Regions from separate parts of the Hordeum vulgare genome. Here region 2 is linked to region 1. The links are chromatin contacts, called in public Hi-C maps. All regions are on one chromosome and are shown on one strand. Each heading gives the region's core, a stretch centred on a gene start, on an enhancer-like site or on the middle of the called end of the contact. The rest is flanking DNA. Distances are from core to core; before and after follow the strand shown. Region 1 has its middle 24 kb from the start of LOC123408602. Region 2 holds the start of LOC123412286.

Region 1 (4,513 bases), core at 378-2,877:
ATCAAATATAATAAGTTTACGTTGGTGTGTCGTATCGCTTTTGTTGATTTAACTCTGCAACGTTGAAAGTTAGTTTGACGCCACATTGAAGATATTGTGATTTGGTGACATACACTCCGAGGAAATATCCTCGGACTAAGTAAGTACTTATATCGATCTTGGATTCCCATCTATTTGGATGGGCGACTCTTGGATTTTTATGGAACCTTTATTGTTGATTAAGTTCGTGCGGTGGAGGGATGACTATGTCGCAGCTCGAATCCAATTGTATTCTCTTTACTTAAGTCTCATAAGTATTATTCTTGCAAAGATTGATGCCACTAAGAAGACGTCTTCAAGAACCTTTTTATTGTAATTCCAAGATGTAAGTGTTATTACTTAAGTCTTATAATTTTTTGGATCCTGGATCAAAAGCATTGTACCTGTAATAGTACAAGTACGAATAAGCTAAAATGTGCATCTAAAAAAAGGCTAAAGGAATAGCAGTTTTGTGTATGTGTCCGCTAGAAATTAAAGTCTTATGTGTTCAATTTATGTGGCAATTATGAAAAAACTATAACTTGTGATATTGTGGTGCTTTTGGTCTTTTTTGTTTCTTTTTATCTTGCATTTTCCCCAATTATTTTATATTTTCACTATAAAAAACACGACCTTTAAAAAATTGTACGAGCACTTTTAAAAATTACATTAACATTTTTAAAATGTTCGAAACCTTTTGAGCTACATTATCCTTTTTGGAAATAAACATTTTTAAAATGCACGTTGAATAATATTTTAACTTGGGAGAACTTATATCAAGAAAATACATTTTATATAAACATCATAAGTTGTTTTTTAACACAGTACGATTTTCTTCTAGTTACACTATGATTATAATTGAAGTACAAGAAGAACATCTTTAAATATAATATGGACGTTCTTTAATAGGGGCAAATATACTTTTAGAGTACACCGAACCATTTTGAAAACTGAAGAAATCTGAAAAAAGAGCAATGAAGATTTTTGAATAGATGATCAACTTGTTTTATTACATGACGAACATTTTTTAGACAGGCGATGAATGATTTGTTTATAATATATGATGAATATTTATTATATGCGTGATGAACATTTTCGTGAACTACACGTTGGACTTTTTTGAAAACGCGATGAAAAGTTTGTATTACATGATGAAGATTTTTGTAAACTACATGTTGGAATTTTTAAATGCATGATGAATATTTTATATTATATGATGAGTTTTTTTTAAAGTGCAAGATTTCCATTTTTGAACACGAGATAACACCTTGTAAATATATGATTAACATTTGTTAATGCACGATGACCTTTATTTAGAACAGAAATAAATATTATTAGAATAAAATTCAGTCGCTGGTCTAACTTTATTTAGTACACAATAAATATTATTAGAATGTGATATTATTAGAATAAAATAAGAATATAGCAGAATCCTCCTAGAATAAAAGGGCACAACGCCTGGAAAAGAAATAAAAACCGGTTTGTTGGACCAGCTCTCTTATAGCCGGTTAGGAGTATTCTGTTTCAAGGGCGCAACATAGTCTCACCTGACGCGAGGTGAGATGCTCAAATAAAAAAAAACCCGACGCAAGGTGGAAAAAACCCGGACCTCCTATGTGACGCTCGCTGCGTCCAACAGCAGCGAGCCGCACAGGGGCGAACGAACCCGGACAGGCCCATTAACCTGTATCGTGTAGCCGTGTCCAATGGTGATCCGGGTCGACCCGTTAACAAGTTCCAGCGCTTGCGGTTTTGGGAATTTTCTAGATTTTCCTATCTAGTTTTTCAGGTTTTGGGATTGTTCTAAAAGGTTCTTTGAACCGGTTTCTCCATTTCTTTTTGGTTTCGGAATTTTACTTTACTTTTTTTCATGTTTCGGAACATTTTCTAAATTATGGAAAAAAAATCAATTTCTAGAATATTTTTTGAAATTCTGAAACATTTTTTAATATTTCATAACATTTCTTCAAATTCCGTAATAGTTTTCCAAATTCTGGAATATTTTTTCAAATTCCGTAATAGTTTTTCAAATTCCGTAATAGTTTTTCAAATTCCGTAATAGTTTTTCTAATTCCGTAATAGTTTTCCAAATTCCGTAATATTTCATAACTTTGTTTAAATTATGGAACATTTTTTCAAATTCTTAAAGTTTTTTAAATTTCCAGGTCATTTTCGAAATTTCCGGAACATTTTTTTAAAATTCCGGAACATTTTCTTAAATTGCAGAACATTTTTTCAAATTCCGTAATAGTTTTTCAAATTCTGGAACACTTTTTCAAATTCTGTAACATTATATCAAATTCCAGATTTTTTTTAAAACTCCAGAACATTTCTTAGAAATTCAGAAGTTTTTTTCAAAATCTAGAGCATTTTTGAAACAGAAACAGAAAAGAATAAAAAAATAAAACAAAAAAAACGGCTTAGGAAACCTTCTAGAAGTTTCCTAAAACCGGGAAAAACCGACTAGAAACCTCAAGGTTCCAAAACCGGGATCAGTGAAAGCGTTAACAGACCGGCCCAAACCCCCATCGTTCGCTAGCAGCTCCTGTGTGAAGCATCAACAATCTGCCGCAAAATGCAGCAGATAGGATTTTTCGAAAGAAACCCGAGAGCAACTAATTGAGAAGTACTCTCTCATAAGCCTTCCAGCGATCACTCCCACGCGTGATCAGTTGGGGCATTCTCAGCCGACACCACGTGTCGTATTTTGAGCGTTTTCTTCGCGGTTTATTTCGAACGTGTTTTCGGTTTTTTAGATTATTTTTGTTCTTTTTTTCGTGTTTTCGGTTTTTTAGATTATTTTTGTTCTTTTTTTGGTGTTTCGGTTTTATACCGGTCTTTCCTAGTTTTTTGACCTTTTTTAAGTTCTTATGTTGCATGCTAAAAAATGTTTTTTGAACTGGGAGGTACGATTTTGCTTCCGCGAGAAGCATAATTTCTCTTTCGCGAGAGCCATGGCCGTGCCTCTTGAAAAAAAAATGTTTCTGTTTTTTCTTTCACGAGAGGCACAGGTTTGCTTCCGCGAGAGTCACGTTCTTGCCTTCACGAGAGGCACGATTGAGCCTCCCAGAAAAGAAAAAAAAACACGTTTTTCTGGGGTTTTCTTCGTAAGAGGCACGATTTTAATTACGCGAGAAGCACGATTTTACCCCGCGAAAGGCACAACCGTTCCTCTGGAAAAGAAAAATAAATGTTTTTTTATGAGAGGCACGGTTTTTTTTTCCGTGAGAGACACGTTTTTGCTTCCGCGAGTGCCATGATTTTGCCATCCCAAGAGGCACGAAAAAATGCATGTTTTTTTCATCCGTTTTTTTCGTAAAAAAAGTTTATCGAAATCTATCAACATGGGATCTAGCTTTGAAGATCACGATGCGAGAAACCGAACTGTGAAAAAGGTTCAAGAGTTAGATGCACGATTTAGGATATAAAATATTTTAAAAATACGAATCTATGAAAAAAGAAAAAACTCTCAGGTTACGACAAATGATACGTATGTAGTACGTCACGTGTCACTACGTGGAAAGATGAGAGTGATCTTTAAAAGGTGTATTGCTCAATTAGTGAATTAGAAAAACCATCCTCACACAACGCGGTGTTTAGAGGCCAGGTGTGCCGTAAGAGCATCTCCAACAGGCGCCAAACGCGCCGCACGCAAAAAACTGGTTTGCCGCGCGCCCATCGCCTGGATTGGCGCGGCGCGCAGTGCTGGCTTCAGCAGCTGCGCTAAAATGCAGCGCGCGCGCTCACAACATTTTTTTATTTTAGATAAATCGGAAGCATAGATAAATAAAAACTAGATAGATTGCATAAATAAAAAATGATACAAAGGTATTTTACATCGGTGCAACTAGATAGATAGTTCGAAAGCATAGATAAAACTACGGTGCAACTAGATAGAAACTACTCCTAGTCGCTACCATCATCACCATCATCATCCTCGTCGGTGTCGTCCGAGGTTGAGAGCCATATGTCCAACCAACGATCATTGTTTTCCGTGAAGAACGACCTCCCGCCTGCTCCAACGATATCCGCCTGCGCATTCGCCAATGCCTCATGTGAATTTGGTATTCGTTCGGTATTTTGATGTGTTGTATGTTGTTTTTCCTCTAGTGGTGTTATGTGAACGTCGACTACATAACACTTCACCATTATTTGGGCCTAGAGGAAGGCATTGGGAAGTAGTAAGTAGATGATGGGTTGCTAGAGTGACAAAAGCTTAAACCCTAGTTTATGCGTTGCTTCGTAAGGGACTGATTTGGATCCACTAGTTTAATGTTATGACTAGACTTTGTCTTAATTCTTCTTTCGTAGTTGCGGATGCTTGCGAGAGTGGTTAATCATAAGTGGGATGCTTGTCCAAGTAAGGGCAGTACCCAAACGCCGGTCCACCCACATATCAAACTATCAAAATAACGAACGCGAATCATATGAACATGATGAAACTAGCATGACAGAAATTCCCGTGTGTCCTCATGAACGTTTTTCCTCCTATAAG
Region 2 (4,668 bases), core at 1,311-3,810, 330 kb before region 1:
ACCTTCAGTTTGTCATCTGATCCCACATTCTCTACCCCATGAGTGAAATAAGATAACAGTCCATTGATCAATTCATGTAGCCTCTTTGTTTTGCTTTGCTTGTCCCGCTCAATTTCTCTTCATGGTGGAATTAACAATGGACGGGTTGATTTCTCAACAAAATAGGATAGGACTGACTACATTAGTTAGTTAGCTTATTATTTTAATAAATCAAAATGATTATAAAAAGATTAAAAGCGTGTGGTATTTTTTTCTCCCGTTGCAACGCACGGGCCTTTTGCTAGTAAAGCTAACATACATTCTAGTTCTCCTCTTCTCAATGTCTTCTTAGCATTTGACCTCATTCTCTTCCTTATGAAAGTCATCCTCATGTCTATTGTGCATAAAAGTCAAACGAGCATGTGCCCTGATTGCTCCGTCATTTGATGGGTCCTCGCTCACAGCTTCATCCTAAATATGGTCGCCAACTCCAATGGGCACGTAGATTCCTGAAGACCAGAAAGACAGAAAATGGATGTCATCGCCATGCTTCTTGAAAGTGTGCCCAATCATGTCAGCATATTGAGCACCAATATGACAAACATTCATATTTCACGAGGAACAACTCGCTTCCCACCATGTATGACTAAAAGTATGTTTTAGAGTTGCTTTCAAATATCCAATTTAATACTCACGCGAGACAAAATTATTGGAAAATCCTGAGATGCTTACTCGAGAGTAATAAATCCACCAACTATGCTAGCAATGGTTTTTAACATACCGCTAAACCTGTGTAGGAGGTCGTTAATCTGAATTCAGATATTAACATGACATAACTTGGATGTGGATGACTTTGTAAACCCATCATAAGTTCCTATAACTAGGGCTAAGCCTTTGTATGCCCATTGAACCCCTTCCATCACCTTTTCATAGTCATCGAGGAAAGGAAACCGCATTGTGTAAAGGTTCTAATCCACATACTTGATCTTCACCTCTTGGGCTACATCCCTTGACAATCACATGTTCTTGTAAAACCAAAACTTACTATTTCCTGTCCGTGTGCATCCAGGCTATAATCATCCAACGGGTTGCCTTCATATGTGATGACCCCTTGTTCTCGAACACAACATCCTCCAAATAATCTTTATCGAGGCATAATCCCTCACCATTGCTTATAGATAACTTTGTTTTCGTAGACGTGGCCTTAAAAGTCTCCACTTCCATGAAACCCTAGCCCGAGAGTAGGGATGAAAATACTAACTCCCGATCGCCAAGAAAACCGAAACCAAGGTCGGGCGACGATGCACGATCGCCCCTTCTCTAATTGTGCGAGGACCAAGGAGAAAAGGGCAGGGCAGGGAAGGGAAAACTCAACACTAGTGGGGGTGACGAGTAAACGTGAGAATGGTTATTAAAAAACCGGGTGTAACGGTTCGGTTCTTACTTTGGGTTTGATTGGTTCAGGTTTTATTGGGCTAAGATTTTTTTAGTTTGGTTTTGGTTTGGGTATGTGGAGAAACCAGTTTGGGTATAGTTGGTTATGGGTTTAAACGGTTTGGTTATTAGCGGTTATAAACTATGGGTCCAAAGCGGTTTCTAGGCATTGGTTATATGCAATAATCAACTACGACGAAGAATGAGTATCTTTGATCCGCGTGCATGCTGTAATGCACTATGTAATTATGTATTATGGGGAAACATCAGATGAAAATCGGAAGTGTTTTCTTGTGCTTTCGCTAAGCAATTTGGTTTTAATACACTTGTTAGTGAGCTTATTAGCCATGGGCATGTTCTTTTTGCCTCTTACTGTGTGTTGACTGTATCTCAAGGATTATTTTGTTTCTAAACTGTTGTAGATGCACTTATGCCTTTTCTATCTTATTTGTTTCTTAACATGTCAATTTGTGCAATCATGTGTATATTAAAGCAAACTCATGGTTATGTACTGGGTTTAAACTCATGGTTATGTTTTGGGTTTAAATTGGTTTGTGTGGAAAAAATAATGGGTTTGGTTTTGATTGGGCTAAAAATGACACTAAATAGGTATGGTTCAAGTATGGTTTTGAAAGATAAATGAATGTGTATGGTTTAAATATGGTTCAAGTATGAAATCATTCTCAGAGGTTTAGCGACCAGAGGGCAGAAACCCTAGGTGGAAGTGGAAGGGAATCAACATTCTCTTCCAAGTTTGTGCAGCCCTACAGAAAAAGTTGGGGTTGTTTACGGAGAGTAGATGAGAGCGAAATGCATCCACATCCGGATCCGGCCTGCCCTAATAAACTCGGATGCCTTTTCGCTGTGGCCCACCTGGCATTAAACAAGCAGGCACTATACAAGGCAGAGTACGAACACGCATTCCTCCGCTCCCCACCAATCGTGTCCAGAGACAATTCCCTTACAAAGAACTACGCCCGTGGGACGGGCCCACGCAACAGGGAGATGATTTCGCGAACGCAAAGCTCATGCCGACTCGCCCGGCCTCGACTTGACCCACCCGCAAGCCAAATACGTGGGGCCCAGGGACCGGTGAGGCGGGGGCTCTAGGCGGCGGCCACTGCTGTCCGTCTCCACCTCGCCCAACTCGCGTCCGCCTCCGTCTCCGCATCCACTTATAAAAGCCACCCGCCCTCCGGGCGCCTCCTTCTTTTCCTGTAGTTCTACCAGAGAAAAGAAATCACACCTCCCATCCATCTCAGGACGGCGGCGTGCGCGGGTTCGTCTCCGGAGGCTTTCCCCATGGCGGAGGAGTACGACGAGCAGGGCATGGCCATCGCGGCCGCCGAGATACTTCTCAGCCTCCGGACAAGGAAGCTGGCGCGGTGGCCGGAGTGGGTTCCGCGGCCATCCAACGAACTCACCGCGGCGGCGACGGATCTACAGCGGCCGGAGGAGGCGGAGGATGAGCTGCCGCCGATTCCGGAGAGATGGCCGAAGCGGCCGCGGCTGCCGCCGCGCGCGGTGGCGAAAGGAACCGCGTGGCTGCTGACGTTGAAGAGCACCTCTGCGCGGCTGGGGCAGCCCGTTCTCGCCAGATCCGGCGCGTGTTCCAGCGGGGAGGAGAGGGCGCGGTCGCACCCGCGCGTCACGAAGGCGAAGCGCGAGCCTTTGGCGGCGCGGGCGCCGGAGACGCCGCCGTACTACGTCTCGGCCACCGGATCCGGCCCTTCCACGAGCGGGCTGGACCAGGCGCGGTCGCGGCGGCGGCCGCGCGTGAGCGAGAAGGCGCAGGCGACGGCGACCGCGTGGACGGACGGCGCCATGGAGGCATCGAGCCCGGAGACGCCCTTCGACTATGCCAACGCCGTTGGATCAGGGGCGTCCTCGAGCGGGGACGACGTGGCGCGGTCGACGGCGAAGCGCAAGGCGCAGGGGTCAGGAGGATCCGGAGGGCCGTTGAGCGGCGACGAGGGGTGCAGCTCGCCTGCGAAGCGCGCGCGGCCGGACGTCGCCGGCGCCGGCGCTGCCCAACCTGCGGCAGCCGCGGTTAAAGTTGAGGTGAGTTTTTCCCCCTCCTTAATCACCTTATCGTTGTCTCATTCTTTGCGGTTTATTCGTCTCGCTTTAATTTGGACTCTGGATATCTTCCTTGCATGCCAATCTTGTTGAAGGTGCGTGAATTGCAGAAGTATTTCCCCTCTCGGTTTTGCGTGACTCTTGTCTAGTTCCTTATCAATCTATCGAAGAAGTTGCTTTGGTGTGATTTTTTTTTGTTCGTCCCATCGTCGATGTGGTGTGGCGATGTGTTGTTAGTTTGAATCTGGGGAGTTATTGTGATTCTAATGAGCTGGTTAGAATATGGAGTTCTCGTGTCGTACTCCGGCGCCAGCGGTTCGCTGGAGAAGATAAATCTTTCTCTCACAACCGGACTCCAGCCTCCGGGGTCGTTTTCGTGACCGTATGGCGGCAGTTGGCGCCGTGTGTAGTGTAGCTGTATGGCCGTGTTAGTGCCGATGGCCGACGAGGCAGGGTAGTTTTTTTTGTTCCGTTATACGCCGCATTTATCGCTTTTATTTATTCCTCGCTCCATCCAATCAATAAGCAGTCCATAGGGAGAAAAATAAGGAATCAACACACTTGTAATTTCGTTATGTTTTCGTATGGCAAAAGAAATTCTTGCGGGCTTTTGAATGAGAAAGTAGTAAAATTTCGTTTCCTTTGACTTGCCTAGACTTTCTTGCGGTCCGGTGCTGTTTCCCGTGCGGCCGCGTGGGTCTGGCCAGTTTTAATGGACCTGTTCCCACGGTGTTCGATTGCTGGTTTGACCCTGGTGTCGTTGATTTTCTTTTTTTTTTCGTTATTTTTTGTGGCGGAAAATACGGCCAACAGAAATAACTGCGGTAATAATTTCAGTGGAAGTTAATACAAAGATTGAAATTTGGTTGATTTTTTTGGAGGAGCAGAAACTTTTTCGTGTCTCTCGGTTGTTGTAAAGTGGTGCGTGTGCCTTCACGTGTCAGTCCGGGATGTGGGTCCCTAGGGCGACCGACGTGCACCGGGGTGGGGTGCAGCCCATCGGTCGGCAACGTGGTCATTAGATGCCGCAGTGACCACTCCTAGTCCGGTATGGGCTCGTGAGTCATGTCACCGGACCAGGCCCACCAGGGCTGCGACTTCTTTCATTCAAAACGAATTACTCAAGATCAAACTCTACAACTAACTAGTTGTAACTAATACCCCTAAAAAAAAACT

The links. Hi-C and Micro-C count contacts between places; a contact is called where the count stands out from the background.
Region 2: a contact with region 1 is called in a Hi-C map of seedling, with 3 times the contacts expected there. The contact joins the promoter of LOC123412286 here to the enhancer-like site in region 1. A contact is called at or near these places in 1 of 6 Hi-C or Micro-C datasets (seedling) and 1 of 1 datasets of contacts at active chromatin or transcription factors (embryo).

What each region holds. Positions count from the first base shown.
Region 1 is chr7H:191,661,400-191,665,912 of MorexV3_pseudomolecules_assembly, reverse strand. No RefSeq gene overlaps it. Among protein-coding and RNA genes, the nearest start is that of LOC123408602, 24 kb to the left of the region's middle. Within about 2 kb of position 1,627, at least 3 of the 3 cell types and tissues checked have open chromatin away from gene starts, as enhancers often do. A contact at or near this core is called in seedling, where this site is marked.
Region 2 is chr7H:191,988,441-191,993,108 of MorexV3_pseudomolecules_assembly, reverse strand. LOC123412286 reads left to right here and starts at 2,560. Exons shown (of 2, transcript XM_045105237.1): 1 at 2,560-3,474. The coding sequence starts at 2,716.